2 separate regions of the Mus musculus genome follow, and region 1 is linked to region 2. The links are chromatin contacts, called in public Hi-C maps. All regions are on one chromosome and are shown on one strand. Each heading gives the region's core, a stretch centred on a gene start, on an enhancer-like site or on the middle of the called end of the contact. The rest is flanking DNA. Distances are from core to core; before and after follow the strand shown.

Region 1 (3,503 bases), core at 309-2,808, 250 kb after region 2:
CAAATGAGCCATCACAACCCCATTTCTCTTTATATCAGTGCTTCTCAGCCTTCCAATGCTGCAACCCTTTAATATGGTTCCTTAGACTGTGGTGGCCCCAACCATAACATTATTTCATTATTACTTCGTACCTGTGTCCTGCCATTTGCCCCATAGCTAGAATGACTCCTACCAGTACTGAAAAATGCCCTGGTGGCCCGTCATCTTCCTGGCAACCAGGAGGACAGAGAGGGTCCAATCATGAAACCCCTGGACTCCCAGCAATGATACAGTTGTAGTAGATTTCAATCTCGAGGTTGCCACTTTACAGCTGCGTGTCTCTGATGAAATGAGTTCACCTCCCTTGAGTTCGGATCACCAGGAGGACGGGTGCTGAGGCAGGAGTACTCACTGACTTAGTGTGGTCCAGCATGAGCTGGGAATTGAAGCACACCACCAAGGTGATAGGATCCCAACCCTCAGCTTGTTTTGCCCCATCCCTGGCCTAAGCAAACTTCTCAACCCATCACTCGGAGGCTCAGAGACACAGTGCTCCAGAAAATAGTTATGTGGAAGCTGAGCCAGGGCCCTTGGGTGCAGGCTTTGTTTTGGAAACAACCGCCCTCAGGCTGGGAGGAGGGGACTGTGCCCCAAGTCTGACTCTGCGCCCCAGAACTCAGGTCCTCTGTGCCTGCCTCTGTAAATAAGGGTAGCGCAGGCTTGATAACCTGCCCCTCCCCAACCCTGGCTCGCTCTAAGTTGTTTCCCAGAAAAGCTAAATGTCAGGACCTAGAGCACCAACCCAAATTCAGCACCGTGTGTGTTTTTGTAGCTCCAGAGAGCTAGGAATGGTTTTTATACTTCTGAAAAAATAATTAAAAAAAAAAAAAGAATCAGAAGAATAATATTTTCTAACATTTGAAAAATGACAGAATTCAAATGTTAGTGTCCATAAATAGCGTTGTACTGGGATGCGGCCAGGAGCGCTCACTTACATGTTGTCTAGGGCAGCTCTCTGGCTCCCAACTCTCTGGCTTTTCCTGGAAAAAGCAGCTGCCTCTTGCCCTGGAGCCATTTCAGTAGAGCAGTTACCTGCATACAGGCCTATGGTGTGAGCTTCCTCGACCACCTCCCCTTGTGAACACAACACCTGAGAAAACAACTTAGGGAGGAGAGATTTATTTTGGCCCATGGTTTCAGGTTATTTAGTTTATGCTGAACCTCTGGGTGAGGGGGGAACTTCCTTACCTCTAGGCGGAGAGGAGGCAGGGAGAACAGCGCCAGGAGGGATCACCCCCAGAACACATCTTCTGCAACCAGTCAGGAAGTTTCATGCCCCACCCCCAAGCCAATAGATTATTTAAATTTCTAATCAATGAGCCTTCCTGGTGCAATCATTTCTGGATGAACACTCCCTCCCTGACGGGAGAGCTGTGCCTCACTAATCTTCTAGGATCTTACACTGACTAGGAAGAATAAACATTGCACCCTATTTCACAGGAAGTCACTTCTGAGAGCCGGTGGGGAGGGTTGACCTCAAAACAGGAGTCTTGTGGGAAGTGAGGGTAAACCCAGTACAGCCTCTAACATAATTACCTCACCAGATGGAGAGTGACTACAGGAAGTCAGGAATCTGCACCAGTGTAGTCTCTTTAATAACTGTAACCTTTCCGTTCATTGACAACTGCTGTTTAGCATGTCAGTATGGAGCCTTGGCTCTAAGGGACCAAAACCACTTGAATTCCTTATGCCTTATGGCAGTAACCATGCTAGAGACAGTTGGACAGACTGTCCACTGCATAACCTCTAGACATGCTACTTCTTTCACTGTTATCCATATCTGTATCAATAAGGATAATTTTCTACAGTAGGGTTTCCCAGTCCCCAAAGGCACAGAGTGGCCCTGGGTGACACTGCTTATTAGCCCTCCCCTCCAGTTTTGTAAAAGATAGATGTGGACCTTGGCACATAGTAGGCACTCAACTAAGTCAAGCTGAGAAAACGTAAGCATAAGCGTCTCTCTTGGACCTTACACTGGAGCATGAAGGGCTCGAGGGCAGTGTGCTCTCTGGTCCAGTCACTCACGTGACGTGACTGCAGGTATTCAGCTGAACAAAATAAACAACTCATTCGCAGCTTAAGCTCTTTGTCCCTTCCTTCTAAACAAGTCTTCATCATCACATGTCATGGGGACTTGGAGCTGGGCCAACACATTATTTATTGAATGCCATGATCTTTTCCTGCTCCCTTGCCACCTTTCTTGGATGTGCTTGTGGAATAGACTGTTCTAGAAAGAGTAACTTTTTTATTACCTCCAGCTGCTTGTTATCTGAGGTGCTACTTTCTGCAGGGACTGCTATTACACATGAAGATGGCTTAGCCCGGGCCTGTCACTGGTTACTCAAAGTTGTTTTTACCCCATTTTCCTCCTCCCTAGATGAGCGGTCTCATATTTTTTGTATCAGAGCCATCAGGACTCTTTCCTCTTTGGGGATTCGAGCCACAGACGTGGAGGAAGAGAAAGTTGGACAGAGAAGGAGAAGAAAGGCCTCATCCAACCCCGGTGCTGGGCCAGAGCAAACAGCTCTCAGCCTTGATCCTTGGGGACAGGCAGCTGCTTTATTCCAACAGGTGCAAGGAAGTATCAGGCCACAAGGCAGAATCAGGGTGGAGGTGGCTGTGGAGACAGATCCTGCAAGGCTTCCTGGGTTTCGGGGCCATAGGAAGCCCTGGGTTCCATTCTGGGGCTTGAATGGCTTTTTCTCTCAGAGAAAACAAATGCTGGCCTTGTTTGCAGATTTGTTTGTGTCTCTGCATCCCCCCAGGCCCTTTCTGCTCTCCTCCCCCAGGCTCAGCCTCAGGCAGGCCGCTGTGAGAGCCCAGGCTTCCAGAATTTCCGGAGCTTGCTCCTCAACTCAAACCAAATGCGCAGAGAGACCCTGGGGGCCAAAAGAAGAGAAAGGACTTTCCCTTTCCAGATGCAGACTGTCCTCGGCTCCCAGAGTTCTGGAGCTTCTACGTTTGACATTGCTACAGAAGCAGGTCCATGCCCTCCATTTCAGTGCAGTATTCAATAATTATGTGGGTGACTAAAAAAAAAAAAAAAAAAAAAAAAAAAAGGCTTTGTGCGAGGTGACTGCCTACCGAACGTGAATGCAAATTATTCTGAGTGAGGTTAAGCTGGGTGGGCCAGGTCCAACGACTGACTGCACGACTATCCAGGTACTTTGACCATACAAAAGGCGTGCCGGGAAGCTAATGCCATCATAAAGGGAAGATCTTACAAAAGAAAAACCTCTCCGCAGAGTAAGGCCAATGCTTAGGGTGCCAGCTTCGAGGCCAGGCACCATACTGGGCTTCACGGTTCTCAAAGCAGACATAATTCATTTATTTCTATCACTGCCACCTCCAGACCCTTCCATGTCCAGCTTTGCTAGCCATAAAGAAAATCATGACTTGTAGCACGAATTGTTTTCCCAGGTCTGTGGTTGAATTCGAACCCAGGCCTATGTGGACTAGCTCCA
Region 2 (3,473 bases), core at 668-3,167:
GAAGAGCAGGCCTTTGTGGCCTGTTTTTTCTTTAGCATGCCACAGCCACTTCATTTCTAAAGTTAGCACCTGCTCAGTAGCCCCATTGGTGTCTGTAGTAGAAACTGTACCCATCCCTTCTTTCTCATATTCTCCCCAGCCCTGTGGGTCACCCATTCTTACTTGGGGGATAGAATGAGCAAAGCTGGAGAGTTGATGGCATGTCCACAGAACAGCATGAGACTACAGGCCTATGGTCACTTCATTTAGCTCTTTTTGCACCTTGGGTCTAGGCTCTCCTCAATCAACAATCCATCCCCCACAGATAAAGACCAGATAGATCCAAGTGAGCATTCAGAGCTCATGCAGGCAACACCTGTGGCTAGTGGGTGCAGGGCTAAATGGCTGCATTATTTCAACTTCTGCTTTCATCCTGTTTTGACTCATATCCAAACACATTGCCTCTGAAAGGTCACCTTTAGGCCTGACTTTCAGTAAGTTTATCAGTAAGCAAAGCAGCACATATGAACATAGCCAACCAGATGGAGCTGCAGGCTGGCTTGGAGGAAGGCCTACGAAGTTCTGCTGATGCATGGAAGCCAGGTCTGTGGGTCCTACCATCTACAGGTATGGATTTGATAGGTTACCTACTTGTATTTTATATTCTTTAAGGGTAAAATGACTCAGAAGTCAAATATCCTTCCACTTAAAGCCACCCCATGCTCCAGGAATGGGTTAGTGATATAGAAATGAGGACCTAAGCTAAGATCTGACTGGTACTTCATTTATAAGTTCTTGCAATGGCCCAAGAGTTTTTGTGTCATTGAATCTGTTAACTGGGCATAATTCCTTACTCCTGGCATATCCTCTCTCTGAGCACAGTCTACCCTGGGATTATGATGGAGTTCTTTTGTTTTTGTTTTTGTTTTTTAAAGACAGGGGAGGACTCTGACCACTACACTCAGTTAATCTGCTTGTTTCTCCTCTCACATCCCTGATGAGCTGGAGGACATTAGGCATGGCCTATGACATGCCCTCAGTTTCCTCGACTGCAAATTGAAGAGTGTGATAGTGATAATGTGGTTGGACTATTATAAAAATTAGGAGCTGCTTTGAAGGAATTTTCACGTGAGATGCTATTCTTATGTGATATGCATATGTATATCCAATGGCTCACATCATATGCATAAAGCTCTTAGAGCCATGTGTGGCACACCTCAGGCACCAAGCCACACTACAATTATCACTGTCATAAAAATGAGAACTGAGGAGACACCATGATGACCTGGCTAGTCAGCTCGTGATTGTCTTAGATATGAAAGCACAACTAGCACTGGCCTGGGATCTGCTAGCTTTAGGGGCGTAAGACCTTCCAGGGCCTGGTTGGAAACACAGCTCGCTGATATCCACCTTCCACCCGCCATCACAGTTCTGCTGGGCCTTCAGATTTACTTGTTTCCTTCCTCTCCTTACCTTGCTCAGTCCTGTTTTTCACGGGTATCAACTCTGCAAGGGCATGTTGACTGGGTGTGATTTGATTTGTACCTGGGCACAGTGGCATGGGTTCTGAGCACAGCTGGTTTGCATGGTCAATTCAGACATGAGGTGTCACTGTAGGTCACAGTAATGCAGATGGAAGAAACCAATCGGCAGGAGTGGGGGAGGGGACTATTACAGCAGAGTAACTAGGTTGTCTTTATTGGGTGGAAATGTGTTTCCCCAACATCCTGGGAGGCCCCCGGTTTTTAATTAATTCTGTGCTGTATGCATGTGGCCCTCCCTGAGGAGGTGTCTGAAGTTTGTGTGGACTGGAAAATTCACTATTTGCAATTCTGTGAGAAAGTTCCTGGGGTTGCCAGTTCCACTGCATTCATACTTGAGGGATGTTCACACTTGAGGGAAGCTCACACTTGAGGGATGGTTATATAGATACAATCTACTGAGGTTAGCAGACCTCAAGTGGATCTCAAAGTGTTCCCACCCTACAACCAGGTCACTGCTCTTTGCTCTACTGTGGTGGCACAAGATCAAGGTTAAGTCCCTTAGGAAAGCCATAGAAGACTGGGGGTACTTCCCCAAGGTCACACAGCTTCTAAAGGACACCACTTGGGGGTCTTTTTCCTCTGAAATGTACACTATTCCCAACAGATTGACTACTTCTTTATGACATTAGTTCCTAGGAATCACCCTGATGAAGAACATACATGCCCAGGCATTCACTGTCCTGGCATGCTGAAGAAGGAGCTCTTAAAGGCCAAGAGAATTCTTTTGTCTTGAGATTCATAGGGCAGAACCTCCTGCCCTGAGCTTTTTGTCACCCAGGCTATCAGAGGAAGCCTCAGCAATTCAGGCAATGCCTGATTCGAGTCAATTAGAGTAGCAGTGACCTGGCAACTTCTCCCTCATTCAAATAGGTATGTGAAGAAAGATGAAGTAGAATCAGACCTGACAACAGAGGAAGCTTTTCAGGGTGGGACAATTGTGCGACTATCTGGAGTATACCCTGGTACAGGCCGGAGAAATTTTTCTAAACCAGCAGTCAGAGGGAGACCCCTGAACCTCCTTCTCAGATGCAGCCTCTTGCCCACATAGTGGAAAAAGAAAAAATTTTACTTTATGTCAATTAGCATTTTAAAAGTAAAAGCAAATGGGCAAGTCTTTTGAGGTTTGTTTTCATTAGACTTGCTCAAGCATAAAGGCCCTTCTGCCCCAGACTGTATTCCTAAAATTCAGAGAGAGAGGAAGGGAGGGAGGGAGGGAGAGGTGGAGGGAGAAAGGAGGAGAGAGAAAGGGAGGAAGGGAGGAAAGTTGGAAGCCTATGCTTTTCATGTAGGAAAACTACAGTGTATACAGATAGACAAACCGGAAGTCATGAGCTGAGGAGCGCTGAACTCCCTCTGCCTCCTCTCAGAGGCCTTGCTCTCAGTTCATGGCTCTTTCAAGAACACATGCACACAGGATTTGAGATTTTAAACTTTACAGTGGCTCAAAACCTGTATGTACTCTGTCAAAGGAGCCTACCAGTCTCAGAGTTCCCTCTAAAGATGACAACACTTTCACACCGCCAAGTATCTAACCCTTCCAAATGTTCATTCTTAACTATTTGAAGCACAAAGTGAGGGAATGATACAATGTCACACAGGTACCCACTGCCCAGTTTTAACAAGAGCCACCACCCACAGTGGGCTATTACAGGACTGAGTTAAATATCTCTCTAGAGAAGTCAGACTTACCCTCACTGCTGGATAACGGCCTCTCCGAAGGTGGAGATGTGGATTTCATGCTATTCCCCATCTCTTTCTCTCCTTGAGCTGTGGAAGGTACTCGAAGCCTGCAGTACGAGAGACACACATGCAGAGTGAAGCACACCCAGAGCTCCCTGAGTGGAGAGTGACCTAGTTCAGAGCACATGGTGCATCATTTCTCAAGCAGCCTGCTTCTTAAAAGGGGGCTGTTTTTTATGTTAAGATGCAGTTCATGAGTGTTGGTGACAG

The links. A called contact is a pair of places that touch in the nucleus more often than the background predicts.
Region 1: a contact with region 2 is called in a Hi-C map of the MNK3 cell line, with 4 times the contacts expected there. The contact joins two enhancer-like sites. A contact is called at or near these places in 1 of 39 promoter capture datasets (the C10 cell line), 6 of 484 Hi-C or Micro-C datasets (LSK cells, the MNK3 cell line, Th1 cells and 3 more), 3 of 115 datasets of contacts at active chromatin or transcription factors (CD8 T cells, effector CD8 T cells and memory CD8 T cells) and 1 of 9 other capture datasets (adipose tissue).

The regions. Positions count from the first base shown.
Region 1 is chr15:67,044,008-67,047,510 of GRCm38.p6, forward strand. No RefSeq gene overlaps it. Among named protein-coding and RNA genes, the nearest start is that of Gm31342, 6.2 kb to the left of the region's middle. Within about 2 kb of position 1,559, at least 73 of the 459 cell types and tissues checked have an H3K27ac peak or open chromatin away from gene starts, as enhancers often do. A contact at or near this core is called in CD8 T cells, the MNK3 cell line, effector CD8 T cells and 1 more, where this site is marked.
Region 2 is chr15:66,798,219-66,801,691 of GRCm38.p6, forward strand. The region is part of intron 41 of Tg (thyroglobulin); the gene reads left to right. Sla (src-like adaptor) reads right to left here. Exons shown (of 9, transcript NM_009192.3): 3 at 3,213-3,310. The coding sequence starts at 3,273. Among named protein-coding and RNA genes, the nearest start is that of Sla, 32 kb to the right of the region's middle. Within about 2 kb of position 1,918, at least 17 of the 459 cell types and tissues checked have an H3K27ac peak or open chromatin away from gene starts, as enhancers often do. A contact at or near this core is called in CD8 T cells, the MNK3 cell line, effector CD8 T cells and 1 more, where this site is marked.